Regions from separate parts of the Mus musculus genome. Here region 2 is linked to region 1. The links are chromatin contacts, called in public Hi-C maps. All regions are on one chromosome and are shown on one strand. The core of a region is the stretch at or near the end of the contact, and the rest is flanking DNA. Distances in the headings are between cores, read along the strand shown. Region 1 overlaps Prickle2 (prickle planar cell polarity protein 2). Region 2 overlaps Prickle2 (prickle planar cell polarity protein 2).

What was found. A called contact is a pair of places that touch in the nucleus more often than the background predicts.
Region 2: a Hi-C map of the N1E-115 cell line shows a contact between it and region 1, with 2.9 times the contacts expected there. The contact joins two enhancer-like sites. A contact is called at or near these places in 3 of 484 Hi-C or Micro-C datasets (the N1E-115 cell line and uterus) and 1 of 9 other capture datasets (embryonic stem cells).

What each region holds. Positions count from the first base shown.
Region 1 is chr6:92,423,510-92,426,929 of GRCm38.p6, forward strand. It overlaps Prickle2 (prickle planar cell polarity protein 2), which reads right to left. Exons shown (of 9, transcript NM_001081146.2): 4 at 2,071-2,184. Gm38862 (a long non-coding RNA gene) reads left to right here. Exons shown (of 4, transcript XR_869273.2): 4 at 1-1,177. Among named protein-coding and RNA genes, the nearest start is that of Gm38862, 21 kb to the left of the region's middle. Within about 2 kb of position 1,727, at least 20 of the 459 cell types and tissues checked have an H3K27ac peak or open chromatin away from gene starts, as enhancers often do. A contact at or near this core is called in the N1E-115 cell line, where this site is marked.
Region 2 is chr6:92,607,411-92,610,931 of GRCm38.p6, forward strand. The region is part of intron 2 of Prickle2 (prickle planar cell polarity protein 2); the gene reads right to left. Among named protein-coding and RNA genes, the nearest start is that of Prickle2, 97 kb to the right of the region's middle. Within about 2 kb of position 1,726, at least 52 of the 459 cell types and tissues checked have an H3K27ac peak or open chromatin away from gene starts, as enhancers often do. A contact at or near this core is called in the N1E-115 cell line, where this site is marked.

The DNA of each region.
Region 1 (3,420 bases), core at 477-2,976:
TGTGATCCTAAAGCTCTTCATGGTTTCTTCTGGAGTAATCTATATATTAGAAATGTTGGCTGAATTGCGCAGATAATCTTTCATAAAGACAATGACAGGAAGAGCTTTCGATGAGAGGACTGTTGTGTGCTAATCTGAAAGTCAGAACAGCTATGTCTGTTCAAATCGTGTTGTCTACATGAAAAGAGAACCATTAAGTCTTTGCTTCAGAGTCGATCTCTGTCTTCAGAAGCGGCCATGCCACCATGCCAAATGAATCAATCCTGTCTACTGGCTTTCATCGATCACATTGTACCAACATGGAGTCGTGATCCAAGTGATGTCTATTTAATGAAAGTACTTTTAAGTATAAACAGAATGAACCACTACAAGCATGGGACAGATCATTGTCTTCTCTCAAGTGATAGTTAAAAAAAAAAGTCTTCAGAGGAATGTTCCAGAAACCTAACAGCCCAGAAAACATGGTTTCACCAATGACATTTTATGGGCTTGCTTTAAAAACAGGCACACCCCTCCTGCTTGTAAAAACTTGCATTTTCACCTCCAGATTAGTTAACTGGGCATCCGGTTACAATGTTTGCTTTCATCTTTAAAGGAGCCAACTTTTGTGTATGTTTTATGAACTATGAAATAAGCAGCAGGAGAGAGAGAGAGATGCAGCTTTCTAGGGAGTCGCCTGAGTTTTTGAGATGTTGTCTCACTTATTCAGATTCATATATTTATTTCTGCAGTGAGGAGGATTAAGCCCAGGGCTTTGCACATGCTAGGCAAGGGCTGTGCTATGATCTACAGTCTCAGTTCCTCAGTAGTAGCGGCTCAGACTGTCTCTTTTGGGGCCAGCAAGATGGCTCAGTGGGTGGAGGTGCTTGCTGCGAAGCATAATGTTCTGAACCTGAGTTTGATCCTTCCACATGGTGGAAGGAGAGAGCCAATTCCCACAGATTGTTCTCTGACCTTCACATACATGCTGTATTATGTGTGTTTTACACACACACACACACCATAAAAATACAAAAACAAATTACTCCCTTTTATGTAAAAATGTCACCTGGGACTCAGGCCATGTATGTGATGAGTTGGTAGAAACTGGTATCCAGATCTCTACAGGGGTAATTTTTTTCTTTCAGTTTAAAATTAATTATACTTTTGTTTTAAATATAGAGCTAACTAGTGCAAATCTGTAAGATTCTTGATTCTTGAAACCAGATACCTACAAATTAATTTCTAGCTTAGAAGCCTGACTTCCTCCCACACAATCTTTTAAAAGCTTGCTTACAGACTTCTTCCTGAGGATCAATGTCATTTCAATAATAAGTGACGCTGGCCAGGCACGGTAGGTTGTCTGTAGCCAGCTCTCAGAGAGGGGAGATCTGAGAGGTCACTGAGCTGCTGACAGCATTCTGAGTTATCCTGAGAAAAGTGAAAGCCAGCCTCAAAAAAAAAAAAATCAAACTAATCAAACTCAAATAAATACATGCCTGCTTACAGAGCTGTGTTTCTGGGACTAGAAAAAGGGAATGCCCATAATACTTCCAAGACAAAGATGGGTGACTCTAACAAGGTTGACTTTGCCTTGATAAAAATCCTAGTGAGAGCTGCCATTCTAGACCTGTTACTTCAGCTGCCCTTGACATGGAGAGCCTGCTCATTCGCCTCTTAGGAAACAATCCTGAGAATCTGAGAGACTCACAGTGTTTCTTCTGGGCATGAAGTGGTCCTTAGTCATCTTCCCAACTCCCACAAGCGGCTGGCAGGACACAGTCAAGTCAGAGAGCACTGGCCTGGGCTCTCAAATGTTAGTGCTTCCTGTTTCCTGAACTAGTCAGTCGTGCCAGGCTTGGAGTCTAACCCAGTCCAGGATGAGACTGGTTTTGGGGAGGGGGGTAGGAGGTGGGGTGAGGAGCGGTCCCCAGAAATATCTACCAGTTTCTTTAGATTCTAAGGAAGCCTAAATTTAATATCAATAGCCGGAAGTTTTTTGGCAGCAATCTTACTGATCACAATGATTAGGAAGAGGGACAATTCACAGAAGGTCCTGGAAACCAACAAAAGCCCCTCCGAGCACCTTACCTCATTGTCATGGGGCGGCAGCTGGTGCAGTAGCTGCTTGATTCGCAACTTCTCTCCAGCACTGTTGACATAGGGGACTTTCTCTTCTGGGAGGCAGCTATAATACTGGTGCACCTGAGGGACAGAACACACAGAGTGCTTGCCCATTATTCACCCCACGTGCCACCACCCCTCACCACCCTGAGGAAGGCTCACAGTGGAACGCCAGCTGCTTCCGTTGCTCCTACCACCCCTCAAGACAGTCAACTGCTGTCTCTCCTACCACACACACAGAAGAGCATCCTAAAAGACAGAGCCAAGTGAATTGCCCCTCACTTGGGGCTATCCCTCTCTGGAGAGGGAAAAGAAAATCAAAGAAATTCCTTGTCAAAGGAGAATTCACAAATGCACAGGTGAAGCCAGAGGGCAAGGCTTTCCCAGCCGACTCCCCGTGTTGCTTTACCATTTTCTGCGCTGCTGTCCCGAGGGAGGCACCTCTCTAGCCAAGGGATGTGTCAGCGCCTGCCTAAATACTGCTCTCAGACCTTTCTCTGGCACTCGGCAGGTTCCTGGGTGTCTCAGCCTCCACCTACGTCAAAAGCCCTCCAGGTCTGAGCTGTTTTTCAATGTAGGCAGCTCTGAAATGAGAGACTCAATGCCGGGTTGCAGAACACAGAACTGAACAGCAACAGCACAAGGACCTTTGGTCTCCTAAATGCTGCTCATTAGAATAGATACATCCCTGCAGCTTCTGATGTCTGCTCATTCTTAAACACTGGAGAAAGTACCAAGCATCCAGTTTTGCCTAAGAAAAGAAGGCAGATATTCTACTGAGGCCATGCACCCCTAGGATGTAGAAGGAGAAACAGAACAGGCTCAGCTTAATAATTTTCTCCCAGCAGCAGGCAGGAAGTTTTTTTTTTACTTCTCTGTGAATTAATATATATGTATATATATGTGTGTGTGTATATATATATTACATATTGGAGGAAGGAAAGGGAAGACAAATGGTGTAACTTGATTTTTAATTTAAATATTTGTTATATGTTTATGTGTGTATGTGTGCCCCTGTGAGTTTATGTGTGTCAGTGCTTCCAGAGGGTAGAGGGCAGTCATGTGGGTGAAGCTTTATGAGTGTAGCTTCTACCATCCTATTAGACTCAGTCTCACAGCAAACTCCCCAATCCTCTGGTCCTTAGATATGGCTGTGCTCCTGGACAGAGACAAAGACCATGTCCTTCCTACAGAAGTGACACACAGACACTTTACAGCGGTAGAAACAGGAAAGAGGAGACTCTCTAGGTAGAATACCCTGAACCCTTGTTGACCTGAGAAGTCTGTAATGCGTGTTTGCCTATACACATCTATGCA
Region 2 (3,521 bases), core at 476-2,975, 180 kb after region 1:
CACACACACACGTAGGTTGGAGGATTTGGCTCAATACTCATGGGTTGATGTTTCTTACTTTGCTTTAGAGTCATATCACATAGTAGTCTGTGTAGGGCCTGAGTCCTTTATCCCTGAAAGTCCTCTTAGTTCTGTTTTAGCATCTTTATAGACCTAAGACACCCCATGAAAGCCTTACCCACATTATATCCAACTTTGTTTCCTACATCCTTAGAGTGTGACATCTTGTAGACTGTTGTATGGAGACTGCCTCCATGCAAACACATCTAGCTATTAAAACAACATTTTTATCCCCAGAAGATATGATGCTACATTTATTTACACATCTACAGGACTACATTGGGAGGGATAGCTTGGTGTCATAGTTCATTCCCAGTAGGCTTGTTGGTGGTAGGGAGACAGTGTCTTGCTATGTAGCCCAGGTTGTCCTCAAATTCAAAGCATTCCGCTTGCCCTGGCCGTTTGAATTCTGAGATCACACCATATATTATGATAGCACCAAGTAGAACTTGAAGGCAATGGAGAAAGAAAGCATGAAAATCCAGAGCCAACCTGAGTTGCCCCCAGTAATTACATGAATTCCCTAAGGGAAGGAGTTGTTATAGGTTTAAAAATTGCCTTATTAGTTTTGACAAATTTTCTCAGAAAACATCACATCTTTCCATGTAACATGATTAAAACAATCTGTAGACAGCAGGAGACCTGCCACTCCACTTCCTCCCGAGCTCATGTTTTGTTTTGTTTTTTTAGCTTCTTTAAAAGAACATACACGGCTGTAATCAAATGCTAGCCAGAGAAAGCTGTGACACTAACCACGGCAAAGTTTGCTTCTCATCTCTCATCTGCTAGAACTGCATCGCCAATTGCCCAGGATGTACACCTGGGTTGGTAATGAGCCACATTTCATGCTCATGATGGCTTTTCTGCTGCCCTTGTTGCTGCTGGCTGCCTTACATGTCCTCAGCGTGGACTTCCTCTCAGCTTGAGTGGGGCTGTGGGGGAGGTCACCTTGCCAACCAGACAGAAAGACAAAAATCACTTGACTCAAAAACCATTTGGAAATTTTCAACCCAACTCCACATTCTCTTCATTTCCTGAGGAATCTCTTTTTAATGTAAAATCTCTTCCTGTCGACATGACTTGGGGGAGGGAGAAGGCTGCTTTCCATCCAGAGAAAACTGTAATGTAAAGCAGAAGAGCCCGAAGCCAGCAGCCTCATGTGTGACAGGACAAGCTCTTCAGTTACTATTTTCTCTGTTAGTCCGATATCTTAGTTCCCAGACAGGTATCCTCAAAGTCACAACCATCAAACTGCCATACCCTGCCGTGATCTCCCAACTGTAAATTCTTGAGTTTAGAAACATTTAGAAACATTCCAAGGAACTGAATGTGGGGTTGTTTCTGTGGTATGACAAAGGAATGCAGCACACTGCAATATACATTTGCCAGGGCGATATGAATTGCAATTGTCAGAAACCTCTTCTCCTAAGCAGAACCCATGTCTGTCCTATAAACACATTGACTTGCTGACATTGTCCAAGGAACGGTAGATGAGGCAAGCCTAAACTAGGTCAGTATTTGGTTTTACTATGAGAATTGGCCTTTTAATGAAAACAAACCCAAGTGCTGCTCACCATTTTTGGTTTTAGGGGTGAGTATAAGAGGTGTCCCCATGTCACTCACTACCCACCTTGGTACTGTCAGCTTCATTCAGCATTGGATACAAGGACAAGGAATAGTTCTGCCTGTGTTCTGTGTACACAGTACAGCTCCTCCTGTACTGTAGAGTCATGTTTGGTTTGCTCTTTGAGATCTGCCAGAGTTTCCTAATTAGGAAATTGTCTGGAGAACATCAAGAAGTCAGATGTTCCTTTGCTGCAGAGAAGGGGCCAGGCTTATGAACCGCTCACCCCAGGGGCTACCAGGATGGTCAGCTGCTGAGTGCACAAGCGACAATCTCAGGGCTCAGCATCTTCCTTGCCAAGCACCAGCACCTCTGACTCCACAGCCCATCTAGGGGTTCAGTGGGTGTGAGGGTTGCTTGCTCGAGCCATGACCTTGGAAAGTTCAAGGATGCTTCTCTTCCACAGAGCTGATACAGATCACCAGTGGGCTTGTACAGGTTATCACCTGGGAGGACGCTAGCTAGGGATGTGCAAGATGCATCATCAGCAGTGCAATCTGGACCGGGTTTCCTTGGTTCCAGAATCTTATTGTATACTGCCTGCAATCTACTTACTTTCTATTCTCTCCACAACCTCTCTCTTTTCTTCCCACCCCACCCTTGTGTTTGTACCCGAACTTCTAAGTGCCTTTAAATAAAGCTATGCACTCTTTCTTGGTCCTTAATCTTTCACTAAGCAGCATCGGTATTTTCCAGTTACAAACAGTATGCCTGTGCAGTTCTAGAACATATGCTGACAAGTCATTTGGCAAACACTTTCCTTTGTTGCAACGAGCAGCACTGTGGAGGACTGTAGCATTGGCAACCAAATATGTGCACATTCTTAACGAAGAAACAGAGATAAGGAACCCATCTCAGCGCTGGCTATGGGCTCTGGGGATCCAGAGCCCTATTAGAAAGGGAAACAGTGATCTATTATATAGAAGGGATGTTGGTTAGAATGATTTCCAGATGGCTCTGGGAGGCTCGAGGACAGAGGTTACTGAAGAGCTGTGTAAGGGTCACACGGAGAGCACTGTTTCAGTCGCAAACGATTGACTTTGGAAGAACCAGCTCCAGTTTTATCAATGTAATTAACACCTTCAAGAACATTATTACAGAATATAATAATACAGAATATTATAAAACCAGACAGGACTGCAGGGTGAACGACAATAAGAAATGAAAGCTGTTCTCACTTGAGAAACCAGGCTACTTCATTCATTAATTCAACCAAGATAACGGAGAACAGTTCTGGGCCCAGAGGATAGATCACCGCCTAAGACAAAGACTCTTCTGCTTCCATTTGGTGCAGGGGATGAAGGCTTGCACTTAGAATATATGTATATGTATCTGTCAGGCAGCAGAATGGGTGACTACTGATTATTTTGAAAATTATATGGTACTTCTAAAGGAAAAAAGATAATGGGAAAACCCAGCGTGACATCTAGAGCCCCACTATGCAGCCCAAACAAGCAAAATAACCAGTTACCAAAATTAAGTTCTTCTTAAATAATCTCAGCCAAAGGCATATTTCCTGTGCCGATGAGGAGTCTGGGTCTTGCTGGAGCTGTCTCCTACCTCTCTCCCCACCGGCTCCCTGGGGCTTCCAGAGCTTCCCAAAGAACTGTTCCCTCTGTGAGGTAGGAGGCACTCGCCGGCTTTACACTTCAGGGGCTTCTCTTCACCTTTCCACATATTCATTGATTGACACCTTGCCGTACTTTAGAGAGAACTTAAGGCAGCTATGAGGACATATGAAATATAAGATGGCATAAATTTAAAATAGGAACAAAAGGAGAAGAAAAATGAGGACAGGGACGTGAAACAGATCCAAGAACGAGGCTGCATTGCCTAC